Linked DNA regions of Danio rerio: region 1 is linked to region 2. The links are chromatin contacts, called in public HiChIP or PLAC-seq maps. All regions are on one chromosome and are shown on one strand. The core of a region is the stretch at or near the end of the contact, and the rest is flanking DNA. Distances in the headings are between cores, read along the strand shown. Region 1 holds the start of myo18b (myosin XVIIIB). Region 2 holds the start of grk3 (G protein-coupled receptor kinase 3).

Evidence for each region. HiChIP or PLAC-seq counts read pairs in DNA pulled down with a chosen protein or histone mark.
Region 1: an H3K4me3 HiChIP or PLAC-seq map of gastrula embryo shows a contact between it and region 2, with 3 times the contacts expected there. The contact joins the promoter of myo18b here to the promoter of grk3 in region 2. A contact is called at or near these places in 2 of 4 datasets of contacts at active chromatin or transcription factors (embryo and gastrula embryo).

What each region holds. Positions count from the first base shown.
Region 1 is chr10:49,464,356-49,467,949 of GRCz12tu, forward strand. It overlaps myo18b (myosin XVIIIB), which reads left to right and starts at 1,953. Exons shown (of 36, transcript XR_012386577.1): 1 at 1,953-2,092.
Region 2 is chr10:49,310,768-49,313,965 of GRCz12tu, forward strand. grk3 (G protein-coupled receptor kinase 3) reads left to right here and starts at 1,596. Exons shown (of 21, transcript NM_001134725.1): 1 at 1,596-1,708. The coding sequence starts at 1,596.

The sequences.
Region 1 (3,594 bases), core at 703-3,202, 150 kb after region 2:
AAACTTTCTAGCAAGTAGCAACATCAGACATGCCAGTAAGGTCATTGATTATTAAAGCGATTCCTGAAAATGACCAGGTTTTATGGCATAAATGGTGTAAAACATTACGCTAACAAACAATTACTTCAGTGTTTGATTTGATCAAAATTAGTGTCAAAAGAGCTTATTAGGCTGGTTCAAGCTGTTTTTTTTCAGTAGGGATATATTAGACTTGTTATTAGACGTGTGACCATAGCAACAATAGTAATACCCCATTAGATTAATTTAATTACTTTACTGTACTTGACTAGTGCAGTTGAATGACTTTTGTCCTGGGAGCACTGTCCAAATATGGTGGTGGTGTTGACGCATGCTCAGGGTCTGTATGCGATATCTACTGTATCTATGGTGAATGCTTATAGCAGTAAGTACAGCTTAATGTTTTTACATTGTTGTTACACTATTTCAACCATATTTTGACATTTTATAAGACACTTTTTGATGATTAAACCTATAGAATATTTTAATGTGGTCATGTCTTGTCCTATTTATCATCAAACGATTTCATGACTGTGACAACCCTGCTAAAAAACAGCTTAAACCAGCCTAGGCTGGTTTTAGCTGGTTGACCAGCCTGGTTTTAGAGGGGTTTTGGCCATTTCCAGGCTAGTTTCCAGCCTGGTTTAAGCTGGACATAGCTGGTTTTGGCTGGGCTCTCAGCCTGGCTAGGTTGGTCAAGCTGGTTTTAGCTGTTCATCTCCCAGTCTGACCAGCAAAGACCAGGCTGCAAATAGCTGGAAAACAAGCCTGGAAATGGCCAAAACCCCTCTAAAACCAGCCTGGTCGACCAGCTAAAACCAGCAAACCAGCCTAGGCTGGTTTAAGCTGTTTTTTTTCAGCAGGGAAGAGATTCAACTTAATGTTAAAACAGCTATCATAACATTATTTATCAATATGTGTCTCTTTTTGGATTTTCGAGGTTGAAAATGTAAAACAGGAAGGTTGGGACCACTGTTTTCGTTTACATCCCTCAAAATGGTCTATATAAAATCACTATTGTCGAAAACCAAAATGGATAGTTTATAGATGTTCACACAGTCCATGATCATACTTGACAACCAATGAGTTTCCTTGTTGCATGTCACGCTGCATTCTTGATCCTTTACAACAACCAATGAGGATCGTCCTCTGATGTTGCCCGGGAATCGTTGAATAGTTCGTTACTCGACGTTTAACGCTCGTTGTTTGTTAATAAACATAGATATATATGTGGATAGTACATTTCTGTACACACAAACACAAGCTTTTTGTCAGGAATGCCCGTGCGGTCACTGATCCATCAATGTAAAAAAGTGATGTAAAATTATAATTTTCGTAATTAGAAAAGAAAATTGCATACTAACATCCAGGAAACTCCCGATCATAGATATATGTGTATATGTGTATATCTCTGGCTTTGCATGGCCACAGTCCACTGTACCTTGGTCCTGCATTCATTTCAAAGGAGCGCTACCCTGTACCAAGATGGCGGCGCTACTGACGCATTCCGTCCTATAGACAACAATAGGCCAGGCGACATCTAATGTATATATATCTATGGTTAATAAATACTAAATTAAATCATGTTGTATTCTCCTCACGAACATCTTGAATCGTCACGGTTAAGTTATTCAAAATATCTCCTTGTTGTACCAAACTAAAAGTCGTGTGTCTTTGGAAAAACGCATGGGTGAGTAACGTTAAATCTATCGCGCCCGTATGAATGTACCGTGTTTTGAAATCATCAATCTGGTCTCCGGTGTGTCCGTCCAGTTTGCCCTCGTTTACAGCACTCAAGTGTTTCCCAAACAGGGTATTGCGGCCCACCTCCTCTGACTGAGGGTTATTTATAGCGGAGACTTGTGTTAACTCAGCTGCCATGCTTATCTCCGTGTGTGTGTGTGTGTGTGTGTGTGTTCATGCCACTCTATTTCAGATTGCAGCTTCACCCTCGCAGTGACAGTGAGACTCTGAGCTTTACTTTTTGGCCTCCAACTATCTATTCTCCGGAGTTTGACACACACACTTTCTCTCATTGGATGTATTTTCCATTCATAAAGGAAGCCATCGGAAGGTATGTGTGTTCAGCAGACGTGTGTTTGTCGTTTTACTGACCCCCCAAATGTGCTCCGTTCCTCTTTAGTGGAGACACGTTTATTAATAGCTCCTGTAGGGCCGGTGTTTGTTGAGCTCATGAGTTTTGGTGCCCTGATATTGAGTGTTTTGACAGAATTTGAAGGCCTCCGCTTGGATCTGCGGGAGATTGAGGGACTAAACGTGGCTCTGCTGAAACATGAGCTCTGACTCGCAGGATCATTTTCAGCCTCTGACTGATTTGTTTTGTGTTTGCTGTGTAATGTCTGAGTGGATGACAAGATGTCGAGGTTTGGGGTGATTGGAAATGTGATTTAAATCTCACACATCAATCTGTATTTTGTTTGATGTGACCATGCGTAAAGGTAGATTTATTTGCAGAACATTATTTGGTCACACTTTATTTTAAGACACAGTTAAAGACTCAAGATGAAAGTTCTGTCATCATTAGCTCATCCTCCACTAGTTTCTTCATTTGAACACAAAAGATATACTGAAGAATGTTGGGGAAAAATTGACTGTAATAGTATTTTTGTTTTTACTATGAATGTCAATGGTTACTGGTTTCCAACATTCTTCAGATATCTTCTTTTGTGTTCAACTTAAAAAAAACCTGAGAATCATTTTAGTGTGATTAAATTATGAGTAAAATGTCAATTTTTGGGTGAACTCTGCTTTTAACAAACCATTAACGATGACGTTTGCCTCAATAAACTCCTAAATTGCTGTTTATTAATAGATATAGATCATTTCTATGTGGTCATGTCATTGGCCAATAAATATTTCGTTCCTATTATCAAACTATTTCATAAGTACGACAAGACTTAACATAATGTTAAAATAGCTATTAACAGCATATATCACAGCGATCTTTTAGGATTCTTGTTCGCGAAAGAAATTAAAATGTAAAACAGGAGATACGTTGGGACCATTGTTTTTGTTTACATCTCTAAAAAAGGTCTATTAAGGTAGCTGTTGTAGTCTGCTGAAATCCGCTGATTTTTAGCCCATCATTGAGTCTATTTATTAACTTGTGTAAGTGTGTGTCAATTTATATTAATTCGGTTTTTATTATAGTTTCAGTAATATTATTGACTGATATGAAAATGTTCACATGATTTAGTGACAATACAGCGTGTAAAGTCTTATTTTCAGCCTTTTAGGAGATCTATCATACGAGTGACGTGCTTTGTTTACCAAATAAGTGGATCTAATTAGATTTGCATTTTAAACTTTAAAGAAAAGTTAAACATGTATTATTTTTATTTCATATATTAGATTTATAATTATGATACTCCCAAAATAATTCCACATAATTCTGCAGATTTTTAACTAAATTCTCAGCAGAAATATAAAAAAAATGTCTGCAAGATTTTGTCTTGTAGAAATTTATTGTGAAAAAATGTACTTTATAAGTATTAATAAACAACCAATATCTTTATAATAGACGGATAATAAACCACTAATAGTGAGAATTGGTAC
Region 2 (3,198 bases), core at 346-2,845:
CGGATATTGTGTTTTTGTTGAGTGATGTCGGAAGAGATGAAGACTTGGATCTGCGACCCAAACACGGATGGAAAAGAAAAGAGTGGTTTCTTTCGGTAAAAGCGTCGAAAAATCTAAACCTAAATCTCTTTGGGAGGAAAGCGCGTTTTGAAGAGTAGAGCGAAGCGTGTTTGGGTTAAAAGCCACGTCGTGTTGTTGTTTTTTTTCTGTCGAAACTCGTCCATATAAGCGGAGTTCGAGACGCACAGCCATGCATATGAAGTTCCGCAAGATCTAGCGCACAGATTCCAGCTTTAACGCGTGTTTTTTGTGTACTGAAACACCACAGTAGAGCGTTTTTTCAGTGTTTACTTGTCTCGAGGGTTTCATCGGACCACGTTTTGTGACACCACTCGATTATTATTATTTTTTTGTTTTTAGAAAAAGGAAACTCGGATTGCTGTCGTTCACATTTGCTTATTTCCTTTTCTAGCGCCCCCCCTCTCATCTGTAAGGTTACAGTAGAGCAGTATCTCACAGCACACCTCGTATTATATAAATAAAGTGTCGAGCAAGCAAATCCATTTTTGTTACCGAGAGGAACTGCTGTGCTTCGCACGGCACAATGCAACAGACTTGTCACTTTAAAAATAAAACAGCGCAGTTTAATTTCTCCCGTTTAATTGGCTTGTGAGATCAAGGAGATCAGCAAACAGGAGTGACAGGCGGATCTCGAGCATCTAAAATGGGGATTTGTTTGTGAGATCTGCAGGGTTTGACGCTCAGATCTTCAATTTTCGCGGATTTGGATGCAAACCGCGTCGCATCGACAGCCGTTATTTATGTTTCTCCACGCAGATTTCCACCATCTTTAAGAAGAGGAGGATGCTATATGTGTATGAAACCCTTATTATAAGTGTGCTAAATGTGATTGAACGTTAGCGCATACTAACGTCAACCGTCCGTTTTTTGCTTTATTTTTAAACCACAAGGATACCCCGCTCGTTGACATAGCGTCAGTTGTCGGTTTTAACGGTCGTTTTGGCTATCTTGATTTAGTGGTCAGTTCGTTATTCACCCGCCATCAGTATAGCTCGATTTAACGTCATTTTTTGACGGTGTTTCTACCGGTGGCAGGTGGGTCGTTCTCGGTGAACTCACCCAAAGGGGGTGGGTGCTGGATGGGGGGCTTCTGCAGGCTTCCATCGCTTAATCGATATCATCACCATCTAGAAGAAGTGTTATTATTTTGGAGGTGATGCCACGCACGTATGTTCTTCTTCCTCCTCAGTGAAAACAGAAGCCATTTCTGCAACTCCACTGGATCTGCTTCATACACAAGCACGCCGTACATTTATTCTGTGGATTTTTGTCTCATTATGGTTGATTTCTGAGAGACTTCAGAAGGGGAAAAACACGACTATTAAAACCCCGAGGCTGGAATAGATGTTCGCGCCTCTCTCGCGCATCAACATCATCATCTTCTTCATCATCAGATCGGCTCCCGCGCTTGTCTCGTGCTGAGTCCGCCCGCGCGCGCACCATCACCGGCCCTCGCGCTCCCGCACGGCCGCCTCCGGTACCGTTAGCGACTCGGTTCGACCCAGAGGGCGAAGATGGCGGACCTCGAAGCAGTTCTCGCCGACGTCAGTTACCTGATGGCGATGGAGAAGAGCAAATCGACTCCAGCGGCCCGCGCGAGCAAGAAAATCATCCTCCCCGAACCCAGGTGAGCAAAAACGACCCCGTTGATGATTTCCGACATGTTTTGTTGACATGTCAACACAATCGGCTACTAATTCATCTGAATGTTTGCCTTATCTGATGTGAACTGTGCAATTTTATCTTTTCGCTTGAAATTCTGTACCATCTTAAGCAATGGCTTCTCATTCTCACACTGTTTGCTTTCTTTCTCTTCATAAAAGTGCCATTATGTTTGGAGGTAAACACCATATTGGGTTATTATAACAGTGAATGTTACATGTCTTGTTCAGTAATAAAGAGCTAGTTCACCAAAAAATGAAAATTCTGACATGATTTACACACCCTTTTCTTTTTTTTTTTTTGCTGAACACTAAGGAAGATATTTTGGAGAATGTTGGAAACCTTTAACCACTGACCTCCACAGTATTTGGATAATGGTTTCAGGTTTTCAGCTCTCTTTAAAGCAGCTTATTTTGTATTCAACAGAAGAATCTCATAATGAGAGTGCATTAACAGTGAGTACATTTTCATTTTTGAGTGAACGATCTCTTTAAACTACTGCCTAGTACTATCCCATAGCACCTCTACAGCACTTTATTCTAAGCATCTGCAAAATCCTGATTATTGGTTGTTCGTTAACTTAGAAAGCCAATGTGACACAATTAGTGCTGTGTTTAATGTTTTTGAGGTTATTCAGCAGTTACTGAGTGAGGCCTGCTGGGAAAATTCCCCCATGTGAATCAATGGCTCTTATCACCTGTAGATTTGCAGTGATATTCACTGTAAACGGGTCGAAATTCTGATATTGGCTTCACATTTGGTGTTGCATACTCATTAAGGCATACAAATTCCTTTTGTTGGTGTTTTGTATGGCTGTTTTGAATGGTGAGACCTTGGAAACGTCTAAGAAGACATTGTGTCTATTGTACTGTAGTATGACATGGTGAATGTGTGTAGTATGCTCTTTATATCTCATTTTTGGTTTATGCATTTACCTGTTTCTTTGCACAGTGTTTATTTGCACATGGATACATTCAATATATTGGTTTCTATTGCATTCAAATCACACATCAGTTTAAGGATAACATTGATCAAGAAAGCGTATTACCAATTTTGTAGATAACCAGATTAAAATTAGAGCTGGGTGATGAGCAGGGCCACACAAAATCTGCGGACTTTGCTATTTTTGCACAGAATTTTGTAAAAAAAAATGTCTGCAAACATTTGGGAGTATCGTAACTAAAAATGTTATATATTAATACATACCTTTTTAACTTTTATTAAATGTTTACAATGCAAATCCAATTAGATTCACTTAGTTGGTAAACAAAGCAAGTCTTTTATATAATATCTCTACTAAAAGACAGAAAATATTACTTACAAACTATATTATAAATTTTATTAATTTATAATTTAATTTAATAATTTTCATATTAGTCAAATATTTTACTGAAAATAAAAACTGAATTAATATAAATGTACGTACATTTACACAAGTAAATAAAGAGACTCAAT